Linked DNA regions of Sus scrofa: region 1 is linked to region 2. A link is a contact called in public HiChIP or PLAC-seq data. All regions are on one chromosome and are shown on one strand. Each heading gives the region's core, a stretch centred on a gene start, on an enhancer-like site or on the middle of the called end of the contact. The rest is flanking DNA. Distances are from core to core; before and after follow the strand shown.

Region 1 (3,506 bases), core at 700-3,199, 130 kb before region 2:
AGCCTCCTCTGATGTCTGGTGGGGGGTGCAGAGGCTCCCCTGTGCACCAGACTCCCTTGAGGCTCTGGGGACTCAGGGTCCTTTAGCCCTGATGCTCTCCTCCCGGGACCGTCTCTGTGATTTGCCTGTCATCCCACGGGGCAGCTCCTGGAAATAGGGAGCCTTGGGACCTGCTCTTAACCTCTGACTCCAGCCCCTCCAGGACACACACCCTCCATCCAAGCCCTGCCAGCTGGTGCGGGCAGTGCCTGGCAGCATTGTGGGTTCCCTATTGTGGCTGAGACAGAGAGGCAGGTCACGATGTCCATCCCTTAGTGGCAGTGGGTGGAGAAGTCACTGTCCTGTCAGTGAGCTGCAGTGGGCCATGGTGCCCTTTCCTGTCCCCAAAGCTAACTCTTCTTGCCTCCCATTCTGACCAGGCAGCCCCAGGTCTCAACAGAGAATTCTTCCAAGGCTTTCCTTATAGTTCCCAGCCCCTTTTTGTAGGTCTCTCCAAACTCTGTTACCCGCAGCTACAGGTATCTGCTGTGTGCCCTTGGGCATGTCAGTTTCCCTTTCTGAACCTCTGTCCTAGTCTGTAAAATGGGGGGGGGGGGCACTAATGAAGCCAAGTGTAGCCTTGGAGTGGGGGCAGGGATGGAGGCTACAAGAGTGAGTGCTGAATGTAGAAGCCACCTCCTCTGTGGTCGGACCTGTGGGCGTTCCTGATTTCTTAGGCCCTGAGGTGTCTCCACACCTCATAACCTCAGCCCTCCCAGGAGGCCTTATTTGTAGGAAGGAGGGAGTGAAGGAGGGACGTGCTGAGCTCTGCCTTTGCAACTTTGCTTCCTTCAGCCCCCATCCCCTTCCTCTTGGGGACGGACACACACACATCCCAGCCAGCCAGGACTCTGGGGTTCCCCCTGGTCTGCTCTGGGGGAGTGGCAGGAGATTCCAGCTGGAGCGTCTCCAGCCACCTCTACCTGGCCCCTGACTCCTGGCTCTGTCACTCAGGCAGGGCCGAAGGCTGGCCTGGTAGCTTGGAGGCTGTCCTCAAGGGGCCATTCAAGGCCTCAGGAACTGGCATGATTTAAGGTTTGTTGAATCCCTTCCTGGGCTTCTTCTGCCAGCTTGGGGAGGGTCTCTGATGCAGGGGAGCCCATGACAAGGGAGAGTGTCAGAGTCAGACAGGTTATGTCCTCATCTGTGAGCCTCAGGCTCCTCAGCTTTCCAACCGGGATGGAGATGCCCCTCAAGGTCACAAGACCACCCCAGACAGGACTTTGACATAGATCCAGGCTGAGGGCAGGAAGGGCCAAGGGTGAGCTTGTCTGTGGGGGTTCGGTGTGACTGGCCACCAGAGGACTGAGAAAAGGAATGAGGGACAGCCCTCACCAGTCTGATCAGAGCGACCCTGCAGCGGGTCAGACTTTCCAGGCTGCCCGGGGCCGGCAGGCAGGAACCTGGGCGGGACCTCGTACTGGTCTCCCGGCCTGAGGGGGTGCAGGACCCAGCCCTGGCCCTGCGGCTTCCACGATCACATTCTCTGGAGCATAACTCGGGACCAGCCGGCTAACGAGTCTGGGCATGTGAGTCTTTCGCAGAGTTCTACGAGGACACTGACTGGGCTGCCAGTGCCCAACCAAGGCTATAGGGGCCACTCCAGAAGCTGGGGTGTCCACCCTGAGAGGTGGGCGGTGAGAGGAGAGGATGACTGCCTTCTCCTCTTTCCTCTAGGAGCCCTTCTCCGCGCGGCTCGCGGAGGCGCCCCCCCTCTCCTTCCCACCCTGGACCCCACCTGCCCCGGCAGCCGTGTGGGCTGGGGGGGCCCAGACCGCCAGCGTCTCCCACTGCGCAAGTGGGGCCAGCGACCTGAGCCCGCCTCCGCCCCTCGATTGGGCGCTCATTTAAATGTCCGGCCCCGCCCCGAGCTCCGGGCGCGTATATATGGGCGGCTCGGCGGGCGGCGGGCGGCATTCTGGCGCGGAGCAGAGAGGCGGCGGGCGCAGCCAGCGGGTCGGGCACGGAGCGGGGGTGCAGTCGGTTTCCCCCCGACACCCCTCCCCCTCAGGCGTGAGCCCCACCCCTCCGCCGGCCAGGCCCACCCGACCGAACTATCCCCTGCGGCGCGAGCCCGGGGTGGCTCCGGGCGCCCCCCAGCAGAACCCCCACCATGGGCAGCCAGAGCTCCAAGGCTCCCCGGGGCGACGTGACCACCGAGGAGGCAGCAGGCGCTTCCCCCGCTAAGGTTAACGGACAGGTGGGTGCGTTCGGCCCGGCCCGACCCGGCCCCCTCCTCTCACACCTCGCCCCCTCTAGGGCCCCGGGCCGGGGCCGCGCGCTTTGTCCGGCCCGGGACACGCGGCGCCCCCTCCCCCGCCCGGTCCCTTTGTTCTCGGCGCCGCAGCCCCCGCGGGCGAAGCGAGGGGAGGGGCGGGGAGGGGGCGCCGGCCGGGCCCCGCCGCCTTCTTTGTTCGCGGCCCCGGCCCCCGGCGCTGCCCCCGGCCGCCCCGAGGGCCGCACGGGGAACAAAGGCGCTGCTGGGCCGCGCCAAGGGGGCACCCGGGGACCGCGGGGCGGGCGCCAGGAGGGGAGGGCACTCCCCCCGCAGACCCGACCTCAATAGCCCACGGCCTTTTTTTTTTTTTTTTTTTTTAGGGAGGAGCCGCGGCGTGGGGAGAGCCTGAGGTGGGTGGGGGCCGTTTACACAAAGCAAGAGGCAGGGAAAACAGGCGGTCCAGGTGCGGCGAACAGCGCCCCGGGGCGGCTTCCCGCCCAGTGTCGGCCGCTCGGCTCCCTCGCCCGCCCGGGATCCGCGGCCGCGGGCGGCTCTAGCGCCGAATAGAGAGCGCGCCCCGGGGGAGGGGGCGCCCGGGACCCCAGCGCCTCCTGCCGGCCGCGCCGGTGCGGGGCAGGAGGGGGAGGCTTGACGGGATGCCGGCTCCGGGGGTGCGGCGCAGTGAGTCGGGACCCCGTTGTCTGCGAGAGGTCAGGGGCGGGCTGGGGGAGGGGAGTCAGAGCCCCGGCCCTCACTGCTGTCTCCTCTGCCTTGCAGGAGAACGGCCACGTGAAAAGCAATGGAGACTTATCCCCCAAAGGTGAAGGGGAGTCGCCCCCCGTGAACGAAACAGAGGAGGCAGCCGGGGCCACTGGCGATGCCATCGAGCCAGCACCCCCTGGCCAGGGGGCTGAGGCCAAGGGGGAGGCCCCCCCAAGGAGACCCCCAAGAAGAAGAAGAAATTCTCTTTCAAGAAGCCTTTCAAATTGAGTGGCCTGTCCTTCAAGAGAAATCGGAAGGAGGGTGGGGGCGATTCGTCTGCCTCCTCGCCCACAGAGGAAGAGCAAGAGCAGGGGGAGATCGGTGCCTGCAGCGAGGAAGGCACTGCCCAGGAAGGGAAGGCTGTTGCCACCCCTGAGAGCCAGGAGCCCCAGGCCAAAGGGGCAGAGGCTGGTGCTGCCTCCAAGGGCGGAGACACAGAAGAAGAGGCAGGGCCCCAGGCCACAGAGCCATCCACTCCCTTGGGGCC
Region 2 (3,494 bases), core at 287-2,786:
ACCACCCAACACAGAGGTGGCATCATGTAGCAGGAACTCAAGGTCTAGTCCACCTGCAAATGTCACTTCTTGCTATTAAAAAAGTTCCAAGAGTTCCCGTTGTGGTGCAGCAGAAACGAATCTGACTAGTATTCATGAAGACTCAGGTTCGACCCTTGGCCTCACTTAGTAGGTGAGGGATCCTGTGTTGCTGTGACTGTGGTGCAGGCTGGCAGCTGTAGCTCCAATTCGACTTGAGCCTGGGCACCTCCATATGCCTAGGGTGGGGCCCTAAGAAACAGAAAAAAAAGAAAAAAAAAAAAAAGTTCCAGAAATGCCTCAAATAGGAATAGCAGTTACCCACTGCTGAAAGTGGTGTTTTTGATTTGCTGGTTGGGTGCCTCATTTGACTGCCAACCTGACTTAATCCTGTCAGAAGCTTCTCTCAGGAGAGTTCTGTCCCTGTGCTTAGGGTGGGAGGCTCTATCAACTCCCCAGCGCAGAGTGGGCACTCAAGGACTCAGTGGTGTCCTCCCCTCATTCTACATTTCCTCCCTTCTGGATAAACAGTGGCCTTGGCTTCTAACCCCAGAAGCTAGACTGACGCACCATAAACTCCTCCCCCTGCCCATTGGAAAAGCAGAGCTGGCACACACCCTCAGCCTTCCCTGGAGCCTGGCTGGTGGAACCTTCAGCTTCTGTCGTGGGAGCAGACTGGCTGGGCCGCCCCTGGCCTCCCTCTGGTCCTGCTTCCGGTTGCCCCGGGGTGTTTTTGGGGTTGGAAGTGTGGCCAGATTGCTTGGCAGCCCCATTCTTTTTGTCTTGGTTCTTCATTGTTGTTTGCAACGTTAGGTTATGAGCAGAACCTATAGAAACAAATACACTTGCTATTTTCCAGACTTTAAACAATTCTTCGCAGCCTGGATCTGATATCTCCACACCGGACCCGCAAAGCTTCTTAAACCGACCGGCCTTCCTCGGATGGGAGCCAGTGGGGCTCCCTATCTCTGGTCGGTCAGGGAAGTCTGGTGTGCCCAACAGCAGGGGAGAGGAGGCCTCCTTTTTCCCCGAAGCTACTTCCCCGGCACAACCCAGCCCTCTCACCACAGCCCGTGCGCCGGACAGGCTCAGGCCCAGGGACTGACGTGGCGGGACGCTGGATTCCCGGTTCCTCCCCGCCCCCCAGGCCCCACGTGTGCCCACCCCCCCGCGCGCGCGCGCAGCCACCCACGCCCCGCGCGCCCTCCAGCCGCGCGCTCCGCCCGCGCATGCGCACAGGCCTCGGCCCCTGCACTCCAGCCCGAGTCCTCGTGCGGAATCGGCGTAATTCCCTGAACCGTCCGAAGGCGTCGGGCCCCGGGCCCTCTGCTTGCCTTGTACCCCTAACCGACGCAATACGCACCCCACCGCCGACGTCCCGACGGCTTCTCCTGCTCTGGCCTCTCACCGGAAACCCTGGGTAACTGCTGCCGGCAGAGCCGCCTGCTCGCGCCGCGGCCAATCAATAGCCCGCGCTCTCGCGGGGCTTGCTGGGAAAGTTGAAGCGAAGGCGGCCTCTGAGGCGGGTGAGTTGGGAAGGCGGAGTGGGGGGGTGGAGGGACAGAAAGGACTACATGTCCCTCCATGCACCGGGCTGATCCCGACTCCCAAGCTGCAACAGGGCTTTCGTTCTTGGAGCCCAGACCCAGGAGGTCCGAAAGCAGCCAGTCATTCTGCACTGGTACTCACGTCAACCTCCTTTCCATCACGCAGAAGTTATGATTCAGCTCCCAGAGCCTTGCGCCTGGCTGCTTTTTCCCCGCACACCTCAACCCCGTCCTTCCCTCCTGCTGAGGATATCTGTGACTATCTAGGAACTCTGAGGACGAGGGATAAAATACGGTGCTGGACATCAGATCTGTATTCCTTCCAGTCCTAATTTCATCACTAATTTGTTATGTGACCGGGCATTCTTTTCATTCCCAGAGCCTCGATTTCCGTATTCCTATAGAAAATTTTAATAACAGTAGTTCTTTGAATGCTAGCTTTCCCAGTAACTACTCCAGATAAATACTGTAGTATTTGTTACTCTCAATTTACACCTGTTAGGTGATTGTCCAAGGTCACATAGCTATTGACTGATTAGAGCAGTTTCAAAGCCAGGAAGTCTGGCACCCATCTCAACTACTGGACTACCCTGCTTCTTACTCAGGAAGAAATAATCACCATGATGCGCTTTCCTTGAGGGTGAGTCAAGGTAACTTGGAAAAGTAAATACTTAATTTCCCATCCCCATTTCCACCTTGAGTCCCTCTTTGGAAGGTGCTGAGGCCCTGTAAGGGGAAGTTTGGTTTCAGCAGATTCCTGAGCCTTTTCTTTGGCCCACTCCTACCAAGTCCCAGTTGCACTGGTGCTAAAGGGGAAAAATAGCCAAGCTTTTCTCAAAATGTGAAATCACAATTCTTTTTCCATTTGTCTGTAGACAACAGAATAAAACACAGCAACCTATGTGCTTGGATTTTTTTTTTTTTTTTTTTTTTTTTTAAGGGCTGCACCTGCGGCATATGGAAGTTCCCAGGCTAGGGGTCTAATCAGAGCAGTGGCTGCCAGCCTGCACCACAGCCATAGCAACGCCAGACCCGAGCCACATCTGTGACCTACGCTGCAACTCATGGCAATGCCAGATTCTTAACCCACTGAGTGAGGCCAGGGATCGAACCTGTGTCCTCATGGATGCTAGTTGGATTCTTTACCTCTGAGCCACAACAGGAACTCCTGTGCTTGAAATTTAATGCCTAAATGGTTTTGCTTTTATTTCCTGTCAATCCTCCTCATCCCCTTGGCCTTTTAAAAAAAATTATTAAAGCGTAGTTGATTTACAATGTTTCGTCCCCCTCTGCCTTTTTTGTTCCAGCTATACTTTTACTGTTTCCAGGATTTCCCAGGTTTTTGCAGGTGCCATACCATTGTCGATGAAAAAAATGTTACCTGCCATATCAGTAAACAAAGGATGTTGCAGCCATCAAGCCATCACATTACAGCTGCCCAAAGGTGAGCCCTGGGGGAACTCAGGGTAGAAACAAATTGCCTGCCATCTAGCAGTCTGTGCTGCAGTCACCCTCCCGCCCAAGCCCATAGAGCACCCTGAGGAGACTCAGGATGAAAAAGCACCTGATAGTGGCCCCAGTTAGCTGAGTTGCATATCAAAGGAAATAAGCCCAGACTCTTGCATCTTCCCATACACAGAAAACTGCTAAATTCCTTAACTTGAAGTATCAGGTTTTCGTTTCTTTTCTTTTTCTTTTTGTCTTTTAGGGCCACACCCTCGGCAAACGGAGGTTCCCAGGCTAGAGGCTGAATTGGAGCTGTAGCTGGCTGGCCTACACCACAGCTACAGCAGTGCCAGGTCTGAGCCATGTCTGTAACCTACACCACAGCTCACGGCAACACCGGATCCTTAACCCACTGACTGGGGCCAGGGATCGAACCTGCATCCTCATGGATGCTAGTCAGATTCATTTCCTCTGAGCCATAAT

What was found. HiChIP or PLAC-seq counts read pairs in DNA pulled down with a chosen protein or histone mark.
Region 1: a contact with region 2 is called in an H3K27ac HiChIP or PLAC-seq map of skeletal muscle. The contact joins the promoter of MARCKSL1 here to the promoter of TXLNA in region 2. A contact is called at or near these places in 1 of 47 Hi-C or Micro-C datasets (skeletal muscle) and 2 of 2 datasets of contacts at active chromatin or transcription factors (alveolar macrophages and skeletal muscle).

Annotation. Positions count from the first base shown.
Region 1 is chr6:88,786,215-88,789,720 of Sscrofa11.1, reverse strand. It overlaps MARCKSL1 (MARCKS-related protein), which reads left to right and starts at 1,949. Exons shown (of 4, transcript XM_003356281.4): 1 at 1,949-2,239; 2 at 2,638-2,667; 3 at 3,035-3,182; 4 at 3,185-3,506. The coding sequence starts at 2,153.
Region 2 is chr6:88,658,093-88,661,586 of Sscrofa11.1, reverse strand. It overlaps TXLNA (alpha-taxilin), which reads right to left and starts at 1,536. Exons shown (of 11, transcript XM_003127774.6): 1 at 1,382-1,536; 2 at 636-845. The coding sequence starts at 813.